3 separate regions of the Mus musculus genome follow, and all the other regions are linked to region 1. The links are chromatin contacts, called in public HiChIP or PLAC-seq maps. All regions are on one chromosome and are shown on one strand. Each heading gives the region's core, a stretch centred on a gene start, on an enhancer-like site or on the middle of the called end of the contact. The rest is flanking DNA. Distances are from core to core; before and after follow the strand shown. Region 1 overlaps Kif1b (kinesin family member 1B). Region 2 holds the start of Lzic (leucine zipper and CTNNBIP1 domain containing). Region 3 has its middle 33 kb from the start of Gm32897.

What was found. HiChIP or PLAC-seq counts read pairs in DNA pulled down with a chosen protein or histone mark.
Region 2: a FOXA1 HiChIP or PLAC-seq map of pancreatic cancer cells shows a contact between it and region 1. The contact joins the promoter of Lzic here to the enhancer-like site in region 1. A contact is called at or near these places in 4 of 39 promoter capture datasets (cranial neural crest, frontonasal cranial neural crest and liver), 1 of 484 Hi-C or Micro-C datasets (nephron progenitors), 3 of 115 datasets of contacts at active chromatin or transcription factors (bone marrow-derived macrophages, embryonic basal ganglia and pancreatic cancer cells) and 2 of 9 other capture datasets (adipose tissue and liver).
Region 3: an HNF4G HiChIP or PLAC-seq map of pancreatic cancer cells shows a contact between it and region 1. The contact joins two enhancer-like sites. A contact is called at or near these places in 1 of 15 datasets of contacts at CTCF or cohesin (large pre-B cells), 1 of 115 datasets of contacts at active chromatin or transcription factors (pancreatic cancer cells) and 1 of 9 other capture datasets (embryonic stem cells).

Annotation. Positions count from the first base shown.
Region 1 is chr4:149,215,402-149,219,039 of GRCm38.p6, forward strand. All of the region lies in intron 27 of Kif1b (kinesin family member 1B), which reads right to left. Among named protein-coding and RNA genes, the nearest start is that of Pgd, 51 kb to the left of the region's middle. Within about 2 kb of position 1,555, at least 37 of the 459 cell types and tissues checked have an H3K27ac peak or open chromatin away from gene starts, as enhancers often do. A contact at or near this core is called in pancreatic cancer cells, where this site is marked.
Region 2 is chr4:149,483,509-149,487,208 of GRCm38.p6, forward strand. It overlaps Lzic (leucine zipper and CTNNBIP1 domain containing), which reads left to right and starts at 1,758. Exons shown (of 7, transcript NM_026963.6): 1 at 1,758-2,491; 2 at 3,244-3,352. The coding sequence starts at 3,252. Nmnat1 (nicotinamide nucleotide adenylyltransferase 1) reads right to left here and starts at 1,702. Exons shown (of 5, transcript NM_133435.2): 1 at 1,601-1,702.
Region 3 is chr4:148,712,864-148,716,521 of GRCm38.p6, forward strand. No RefSeq gene overlaps it. Among named protein-coding and RNA genes, the nearest start is that of Gm32897, 33 kb to the right of the region's middle. Within about 2 kb of position 2,133, at least 60 of the 459 cell types and tissues checked have an H3K27ac peak or open chromatin away from gene starts, as enhancers often do. A contact at or near this core is called in pancreatic cancer cells, where this site is marked.

The DNA of each region.
Region 1 (3,638 bases), core at 305-2,804:
AGGGAAGTGTGAGTGAAGTGGTTACTAGCACTAAAATGGACTTTACATCCCAGCACTATGAGTCTTGTTTGACTTAAAGGACTATTAAAGGTGAGAACCAGCCACGAAGGCAGAAAGCCTGTGTGGCCAGATGTGTCTGTGAAGTGAGTTTGCTGGAGACTGAACGGGAATTAAGATAAATCCTAAGATGACTCAGCTGGCCCTGTAGAGTTGGCCTTTGATCCTCAAACCAAAATCATAAACAAAAGGGAATTGACAGGTCTCTCCTGCCTCCTTTTATTTCCTTCTCTGGGGCCCTAGGGGGAGAGACTTGGAGTCTCACACTTAGCTATATAAGTCCTCAACACTCAGCTACAAACCCAGCCCTTCTAATGAGACAGGGTCTCACTAAATTACTCAGGCTGGCTTTGAGTTCACTCCGTGGCTTAGGCAAGCTTTAAATTCTCAATCCTTCTGTCTTAGCTTTCCTACTAACTGAGATTACAGGCCTGAGATACCAGACCTGGCTGACACTTGATATATTTCTAACAAACTAGACAAGTCCTACCATGTTTGTGCTTTTAAAAGGTTCATTAATTTGTAGAAATTCTTTTTTTTTTAATTTAATATGCTCTTACTCAACTGTATATACATGTGTGCGTGCATGTGTCTGCTTCTGTGTGTGTGTGTGTGTGTGTGTGCCCGCGCATATGCACGCGCGTGTGTTTTGCAGGTGAGGGGATAATGTGCACACAGAGCGTGGAGGATGGAAAACAGCCGTGGAAAGGTCTGTACTTTCTTTCTACCATGTGAGTCACATGCACCAAAGCCAGGTGGTTGACATGGTAGGAAATGACGTCAAAACTGAGCTCTCTCATCTGCCTTATTCATGTGTTTTAAAGCAGTTAGAACTAAGTAGTCACAGATCTTAAGTGCTCTTGTTTCAATGGTAGAAAAGTGGAATTTAATTCCTACTGTTCCCCTGGTTTCTCACTTGGTATATGCTGATTTTTGTACATTAAAAAAAAAAAAAGACAAAGAGAAAATACCACACCAGGAAATTTAACATATCTAACCCAGACACACAGCTGTTTGCTGCATTCCTGTCCTAACATGTATTTATGTTACAAGGAGAGAAGAATGAAGGAGTAAAAGCCTGGGATTTCAACTCAAAACAACAAAAGCAATTACAAAATGGGTAAAACGCATCACAGTAATAACATTTAGGAACACAAATGAAGTATGAATGATAAGCGAACAAAAATAGCTGCAAATGAACAGGAAATAGTATCATGGTGTGCAATTCCCTTTCAGTCTGCTCCAAAGCAAGGGAGGGAATGGTAACACAGAGGGTTAAACTTCGGTTCAACAGAAACTTATGCATGAACATGTAATCTAGAGAGGATTACAAGCAGGGTCAAACACCACTACTGTGACTGAGTTTAAAAAACTAAGAATTAGGCATATGGAACCAAATGGCTGATTTCACTTCCAAAGTCAACACACACAGAGGGCACTCCCCTGCCTCAGGGGCATCCAGTCAGAGCCACCCTTTCAGTGACTGGACCAGTAAGAGCCCTGTAGTCCTCTCAGCACTGATGCTCTCTCTGCCCGGGCTCTGATCTCACTGGAGATCCTCCCAACACTGTGGCTCACACAGCTCTGTTTCCACAGTGGTGCAGTGTGCACTTGTGTGATTATTTCTTGGTATCTTCATCACTCGCCAGACTAAGACTGGGAGGACGTGAACCATCTCTGGTTTTGCTTACCCATCTGCAGAGGGCGTGGCTTACAGTAAATACACTCAATAAATGTTTGGTAAGTGAATATGTATGCAATTAGAAACCAGGAATGTGACCTGTTACTTGTCCTTTATCTTTACACAGAAGTGGAAGGCTTTTCAGAAAAATAGGTCCTGCAAGGGACGGAAAGCAAGCCATCTAACTTTACACTAGGATGATTTTTCAAGAGTAAAGTTATGATGGAAATTAACTACACCGAGCACTTAGCATTTCTGCCATTCCTTAATTTTACTATGTTAAGTATAATTATCAGGGAAAATAAAAGCACTGTTATGCCTATGTTTTGCAGGACCTTGACAGGTCAGGCAGTGCCATCAGCCCAAGGATTATGAGTTTTTAAGAACACACATCCACAGGCATATCATCATATCATCATACAAATAATGCTGGACCGCACACTAAAGGGGAGGAAGCCTGCTACCCATGGCAAAGGCTTCCCATACCCAGCAGCACTGAAGGCATTACTGGACACTTCCAACTTTAGGGACGAGTCTATGGCAAGGCAGAGGCACCCGGCCTGTGATGCATGGACGCACTCACTAGACAGTTCTTTGTCGTGTTAACAGAATACAGCCTTTAGCCCAACGCTGTATCTAGCATCTCCTGTGCAGCTTTTACACGAGAGCATCATGATTAACTCTGTAGGGAACATCCTTATACTTTGACCTAGCAGACTGAAGGAGAACCGGGATGAGAGGAGGGAAGATGGAAAAGATACATTAGCAGAAAATGATGTGAAGTTACATCAGTAAGAAAAACTAATTTGTCAACATAAAGAAAGTCAGCATGATTATAGTGACACTCGAGGAAAAGAGGTCAATGTAGGTACTGAGGACGGTCACAGACTAACCATTCTCTGCCCCCTCTGGCCCAGAGACTAACACACATTTTACATTTCATCCCAAGTTATGATGATGGATCATAACATCCCAGCATGCCATAGAGAGTGGCTAAAGGGACAAGCTCTTTTACTCTCGATACAAAGATTCACCAGAGGCAGCCGTGGCCAAGAAGCAAACCTATAAATGGAATTCAAAGGAAACATGCAAATTTTTATAAGTGAATCATAGTTGTATGCCAATATGGATCGCTGATAGCGGGAATTACAGGGCCAGGGGTTACCCCGCTAACACAGCGGGAATTACAGGAACAGGAGGTACCCCGCTAACACAGCACCGCCCATCACAGCCATCACCACTGCACCGCTGAATGCTGCTGCTCTTCTGGAGAAATATGGCTGAGGGCAAAAACGGAGAACTCTTCTTCCCTTTACTCACTGCTGTTACCTCACCTTCTCCCAGTATCTTGTGTGGTGATAGGAAATCAGCACTGACTTCTCTCCAGCCACATCACCAAACCTCAAGCCCCTTTTTGAAAGACAGTGTTAGTTCTAGAACCCAGAAATCCAAACAGAAAAGTCAACTCCTGAGGCCATAGCTCCGCAAAAGTCCACACGTCCTTCAACCTAGTGAGTGGCCCCATTGGGGAGGAGTCTGCCTCAGCGCTTTCACAAAGCTGACCTAAGATGCAAATGCTCCCAAGACGGAGTCTTTTTTTTTTTTCTCACTATGTAGCTCTGGCTCTTCTGGAACTCACTATGTAGACCAGGAGTTTGAATAGGAATCTGCCCGCCTCTGTCATGTGCCACTATGCCTGGTCCTAAGCAGAAGTATTAATGGCTACATTCATTTTGCTAGTATGGGTAACAGAATATAAATGATGAAGGGAAAAAGGATTTCTTAAGACCCTTCTTCCCTCCCCCAACTCATTTGAGTTGCTTGTCCTGAGTTAGCAACAGAGATGTCAGGACCCACTGTGTCAAGATTCTCCTGACCAGGCCACATAAGATGACATCAT
Region 2 (3,700 bases), core at 508-3,007, 270 kb after region 1:
GACTAGCCATCATAGAAGTTGCTTAATGAGTGCTGAAGAAGCGGGAAACGATTGGTCAACTGATACCACAGGATCGCCATTAAAAACACCTTCATACGAAGGAGGAGTGAGTGTCTACACAATACTCTCAAGATTGCTACAATGACTTCCTATAAACCTCGGATCTTATAAAATAGGGACATTAGAATCTGAGCCGATGACACCGGCAGAAGTGGACATTGTCAAAAGAAATCGCTCATCTCAGCAAAGTGAAGCTTCACAGGAAAACAGTCGTGCAGACCTAAGATCTCACCAAGATCAATCTATACATTCTTTACGTTGTGGGAACTTTTGGATAAAGAGAATCTCTTTATGGGTTACAACAATCTTTCATATTACTACAGCCAATTATTTTGTAGAACATATAGCCAGTGTCTGAGCCTCACTCTGCTGCTGTGACAAAACACTCTGACCAAAAGCAACTTGGGGAGGAAGGGTTCTTTTGCCTTATACTTCCAGGTCAGTCCATCACTGAAAGAATTGGGGCACGGGCTCTAGGAGGAACCTGAAGCAGACACTACTGAGGAATGAATGCTGCTGCCTCCTGGCTTAAACTCAGTCTGTAGACCAGACTGGCCCTGAACTCAGAGATATCATTCCATCTCTGCCTCTTTAGTGCCAATGCCCAGCACCTAGGAAGCTGGCTTTCTTATACAGCCCAGTACATCAGGGTGGCCTCGAACTCAGAAATCCACCTGCCTCTGCCTCCCGAGTGCTGGGATCAAAGGCCTGCGCCACCACGCCCGGCTTAACTATGAACTTCTAACACCCCCCCCCCTTCAACTTCACAAAGGCATCACTGTAAGCTATAACCTTTCGATTTCTTGTCTCCAAAGTCCCTGTTAACATTATAAAACAAAAGCATAGACCAACTTTCAAAATTCTCAGTCTTTCAAAATTTCAAAACTTTTAAAGTTCCGAGTCTCTTTAAAAGTCCAAGTCTTTTAATCATGAGCTCCTGTAAAATCAAAATAAGTTTCATACTTTCTAATCCCAAAAGGGCAGAACCAGAGAATAGGAATAATCACAATTAAGCAAACCCAGAATCCAACAGTGTAGCTCAATATCCGACATTTGGGACTCAGGATCTGGGTCCCAAAGGGCTGGCATAGCCCTTTCTCCACTCAGCTCCCTGGTAACAGTTTACAGTCCACTCAGCAGCAATTTAACTGGTTCTCAAAGGCTGTGTGGGCTTGCTCTTTCCCAGATTTGGAAACGACTAAAAGGGAATGTCCTTCTCAGCACTGGCTTTCCCCCATTGCCTCTCACCCACATCCCTCTAAGTTCATGGGCGTCTGCTCTCAAGAAATCTCTAGAGAGGAAGAATCCAGGCCACCCCAAGTGGGGGAACTGACCTGCACCAAGGTCACAGGAAAGTTACCAACTTTTTGGTTCCAAGAACTAAAGGGCAAGAGTTGACTATGAAGAGCTGGCCCCAGGGACCGTTACAAAAGTCTCTAAAGGCCCAGCCATTGTGCATTGTCCCTTGCTTGGCAAAGTACGGGTCACCGGGCTAACGCTCGCACAGGCTCGTCTCCTAGGACCTCGGTGGGTTGCTTACCAGGCCTTGAAGGCCAAACGGCCCTAGTCCTCCAGGAGACAACCTCGGCCCGGACGCCAGCGCAGGGAACACCGCCGCCTTGCTCTCATTGGCCCCACACAGCCGGAAGTGCGCGAATCCAGCGGAAGTGCTCGCTCCATGCGGTCCGCCAGGCCGGGGAGTCAGGTAGGCGGGGCCCCTGGTTCCAAACCCTGGGATCCGCTAGCGGGCGGCAGGCGGGGATCGGGAGGGCGAAGGAGGTTGTCCTGTTTTCCGATCAGGGAGGACGGAGAAGCGTTTCGCAGGCGTAGGACTCCCCGCCTCCTCAGGTGACCACCGGGCCTGCTGGAGCCCGGCCTTGGCGGGACCTGCACACCTCGGCGGGAGCTTGGAGTTCGTCTGTCCGCGGGGAGGAGGCCGGCATCCGAGCGTGCGGTCCGGCTCTGCCTTATTTTTGCTCCGGTGGTCCCGGGCCCGGGCTTTGCTCACCTCCGTCCCTGAGAAGGTGTGCTTTCTGCCCTTGCCTTCTCGTGCGTCTGAGTTGGACAGTTTTCCTCAAGCCGAGTCCCGAGTGCTGTGGCCTCACCCAGAGGAGACTCGGCAAAAGCTACGGGAGGCACAGCCCAGGGATTCAGTGGCCTCTCCCGCGTCTTCCTAGGAATGGAGAACGTATTTCAGTTACAGTCTGCTTAGCGGGAAGTGATCTGGACAGCTGTAGGCCAAGTTCAGACACAGCAAATAAAACTCTTAACAGTTTTACCTTGTTCTAGCCAGCTCCACCCCAGGAGGTTTGAAGTTTGAGCCTCCGGTAAACTTTATGACAACTTCGCTTTCCTCAAATTGATGACACTCAGAGCTCCGACAGTTGGCGAGTTTTGAGCACCGTGCACGGGACAGGATACTGGAACCCCGGTGAGCGTGAATGAATATATTCCACTCCAGATGACAGTGTTGGCCATTTCGGCAGTCTCAAAGGAAACGCATCACTTTTATTCAATACTAGGTGGTGCCAGTGAGTCAAATCTTTCTGGTCTAAATCTGTAGTGTGGTTAAAGTTTTTTTGTTGTTGCTTTGTTTTTTTTTTTTTGTTTTTGTTTTTTTTTTTTTTGTTTGTTTGTTGTACAAGCCTTTATTTTTCCTTAAATTTATTCAGAATAACTTTGCCTTTTGAGACTGTATTGCAGCTTGGGAGTGCAGTCTGGCGTAGCGTATATGTAGCATTCTGGTTCCTCCATTTCCCCCAAGAAGAGATAAATTTTTGTGTTAAACAGTAATAACTTACTGTGCAGGGGATTTATCTTAATGGTAGAGTCCTTGCTTAGCAGGAATGAGCGCCTGGATTCAATCCCCTGTTCTGGGGGAAGAAAAACAAGTCTGGGCATGTTAGCACATACCTGTAATCTTAGAAAAAATATGTTCTTTTCATTTTACATTTTCATAATTTACTTTTTTCTTTTTCTTTTTTTGGGGGGCGTGGTTCTAGACAGGGTTTCTCTGCGTAGTTCTGGCTGTCCTGGAACTCACTCTGTAGACCAGGCTGGCCTCGAACTCAGAAATCTGCCACCCAGCATTTTAGATTTTCTTAATTTTGAATTGCACCAATATGTTGAATCTTCCCAAGTAACCAAATACAGTGTACTCATGTGGGCTTATTGTTCTTACAGTGATTAAAATGGCTTCCAGAGGAAAGACAGAGACAAGCAAACTAAAGCAGAATTTAGAAGAGCAGTTGGATAGACTGATGCAGCAGTTACAAGACCTGGAGGAATGCAGGTAAGTTATAACTATATGTTCTCACTCCGTAAACACTTGTTTGTACGAAGAGAGGTCAGGCTCCGTGGATGCAAGCCTGAAGCCCGCGTGTGACTTTGGTCTCTTCTGTAGTATTTTACAGCACTTGGTTTGTAGAAGCAAACTTGTCAAGCTCTGTAGTCATAAAGCCTCAGCTATGGAAGACTTAAAATACTTAAGCTCCTGGAAATAATGTTTCCTTTGTCTTTAGTATTTTAAACAGCTTTGCCTAGTATGAACTAATTGCTAAAAATACTATGATTAGGCTGGGGACGGGGGTAAGGCTCTGTGGATGAGTGGGTGCCTAACAGCTAGAGGCTCTGAGCCCAA
Region 3 (3,658 bases), core at 883-3,382, 500 kb before region 1:
ATTACAACGATTTGGTAAGAGCCAAGCTAGCCAGCCTGATGGAGCCGTGATTTCATCACCCGAGAACAAGGAGCCAGGACAGCTCAATCCTGATGTTATCAGCGGGGGTGGAGTGTGTGTGTGGGGGTGCTGGGTGGGGCTGTGGCCCCAGGCACCCGCAGCACTTATCAGCACCATCAAATTAGTTCACACCAGCTAATATTCACATTGCCAACCTGGCCCACCATCCCCATGCCCCCTTCCCAGTGACCAGGGATGGGGGGGGGGAGGGATAATCTTCAGCATGCAAAGTCCTGCCAAGGTCCCACCAGCTCATGGTAGAGAGGAGACCGTGAGTTACCTGTGGACAGTTGCCTGTGGAGGAGGATATGATTAGCTTGGAGACTCCTACTATCACAGAGCATGGGATCTAGAAAACCTTGTCCAGTCTGTCTGCTGCCCCTGGGCACAGAGAGATGAGGCCATGCTGGAAGCAGATTGGCTGCCGACAGCTACGCAATGGCAGCGCCACGCCAAGGGAGGTTTCTAAAGGCCTCTCCTATCTGGTAGCACCGGTCACTCCCTGCACTATCCCCTTGGGGCAGGGCAGGGATCAGTGACTCCATTTTACAGAAGGGGAAGTAGAGGCCCAGGGAGGAGACACAGCGGAGTGGGTGATACCACGAGCAAGCCTTGCTCCAGCAGGGACTCCTAGCCTAATGCTCTTGCTGTGGGAGCACGGTCGGCAGACCATACCTTCGCTGGCCAACCACTCGCTCCACGCTGCCTCCTCTCTGTGACCTTTGTTTCCTCATTGGTAAGCGAAAGTGAAAATAGTATAACACTAAAACCTGCTGCCAGGCCACCCTTGCAGGCCTTACCCACTCGAGCCTTGTGCGAATGTGAACACTGACAGTGATGGATGGAGAGGATTGTATCTGAGAGCTTCCAGCTGCTCCTCAATTCCCCAACCACAGGAGTTTTTTCCAGGTAACAGGGGAGTCTGTGGTCCCCTCCTTGGAGCACATGCTAGCTCTCTGATGGCAGAATCCAGGCAGCCAAGGCCAACAGAGGGAGGAAATCTAAGGGGCAGTTCCCTGGCACCTCACCACAGGCGCAGACCCTGTGTCATATTACTCCTGGAGACACTTAACACAACTGAGGCTGCTTACAAGCCCCCCTCCTCCTTCAGCGCCCCACTTACCCCCGCATCTTCAGCCAGCCCCTCATACTGTCTAGTTTTCCCTACTGTACCTTTTCTCTCTGAGCCTGGCTTGGCCACCGGAAGAGGGGCCTAGGGCTTGCCTGGAGGCCCTTTGGGCCCTCCCTAACTGGTGCCCAGCAGTGTCTACCCACCCGACCCACATGTGCTTGCCACCCTAAAAGGGAACACGAGCCCCACAAGTCTCCTGTTCACCCCCCCCACTTCCCGCAATGCCAGTGGCAGGATGATTGATTTTGCGGGAAGCACAGTTCTGAGGGTGGGGGTGGGGAGCCAGGGCGCCAGGGGAACCTCACTCCATTTGCTTGTGGCTGTGAGTCAAAGCTGGGTCCCACCGGGCACCCTGTGAGGTGTTCCCCGCCACTCAGTTTTGCTGGGGGTGGGGGTTGGTATGTGGGGTCTCTGACAGGGAGTCCAGAGTCACAGGGTGCCTGGCAGCATGGAGGGGCCTCTGTGGTACTGGCCTCCCTCGAGATCCTCAAGGTGTGTGGTAAAGGGGATTGTCCCAGCCCTCTCTAGTTTGGCATAAATTTGTCAGGATGGAGTCACGGGAAGATGAGCAGCCACCAGTCTGGCTGGGTCCCCTACTCTTTGTCTATGTTTAGGGGTCTTCAGAACTAACTGGGGACCGATATGGGAACAAAGAGCTATGTAACAGCCACTGGTATGTGTGTTACACACGCGTGCGCGCGCACACACACACACACGCACATTCACACTTGAGTGGGAATCTACCTACAGTTAGGTCCTCACATATAAGTGAATGTATAAAGGATCACGTGTGGCATAAATGAGTCACATATGGGTGAAAGCCAGGAGACACACAACAACACACACGACAGCCAATCCGAGGGCTCCCACACACCAGTAGCTTCAACAGGGACAGGAAGTGGGATTGTCTCCTGGTCCCTCTGGAGCTGGGACAGACCGAAACCCAGGGCAGGGCGTGACTCAGGGCCCTGTGAGTCAATAGGCTGCCTAGCCTGGCTTGGGGAGCTTCCTGGATGCAGGCCTCCAGGAAAACAAGCAGGATGCCTTCCGCCTGTCACACCTGTCCCTGAGCCTTGGGGCTTAGCATAGATGGAGGTGAGGAACTGCCATTCTCTCTAGCAATGCATAGAAGGTGATGTCTTCATCTGGGAAGAGGGCTGGGGAGCTTCACTGACCAGGGACCTGCGGGATATCTTCAGAAGGGAAGAGAGGAAAGAGGAGGGGCAGAGGAGGAGGAGGAGGAGGAGGAGGAAGGCGGAGGGGTGAAGAGGGAGAGAGAATCAGAAGAAGAGGAGAGGAGGAAGAGAAATTTACAGGAGACATTGAAAGGATGATGGGAAGAAGGTGGTTTCTGGGAGTAAAGGGCAGCCAGGGTTAGGGGCTCAGGGGGACGGAGGTCAGGCGATAGTTTTCTAAGGATGATCTTGCAGGCCTTGTCTGAGATCTAAGGAAGTCCCTACAGCCAGCCTTGCAGCAGGGCAGCAGGGAAGACCAATCACCTCGCACAGAAGCATCTAAGATCAACCTGAGACCATGGCCAGATGGGGGCAGCACCCTACAGCCCTACCTGATGTGTAGTCTCCACTGGGGTTCAAGAGGGTGAGGAAGTCTTGGCCATTTAGGAGTAGGTAGACCAGTACTGGGGGGGGGGGCACTTCATAGGGAGAGCATGTCAGATGAACAGAGGGGACCCCCAAAGACAAGGCAGGTCCAGGCTCCCAAGCCTGTTTGTAGAAGTCTTAAGTGACCATAGTAACCCTTCCTGGGTGATGGCATACCTAGGTATCCCCAGTGCTACATAACACCAGACTTTTCCTTGAATGAGCAGTAAGGGGCCTGCTTGCTTGGGAATATTGTGGGTGCCACAGTAAAGTCTTGGAGCAGAGTGTTCTCCCTCTCCCTCCCCTCTCCCCCTTGTTTCTCACCCCGTATACCATAGGTGTAGTTAGTTTATTATGACTGAGATATGGGTACATACTAAAAGACTTAGGGTGGCAGTGGTGTGGGCAGCTCCCTATGGCTCCATTTCAATAGCGATTTAAACATTTTTATTATATTTTTAAAAAGTATTTTGTGTGTGTCTGCCTGTTTGCTATCGAACTCATCTAGTTGTTTGAAATTCTGGCTTCATCACAGATGGCCATGCAGTGGAGGGAACATTCGGAAAGCACCGACTTATCCTTAACAAGCAACAATAAAAAGCCACTACCCCGTCATGGACTGGAGAGATGGCTCAATGGGTAACTCGTGCACGATTGAGGATCTGAACTCAAGTCCTCAGAAGCCATGAAAAGCCGGATTCAAAAGCATTCACATCTGTAATTCCAGAGGCTGTATGGGGAGACAGGAGGCACAGACAGGACAGTCCCTGGAAGCCAGTGGGTCAGCTTGCCTGGTGTACGCAGGCCAAACAAGAGACGGCTGTCTTAAAACAGGAGCAGCCCTGATGTTGCCCTCTGACCTCCA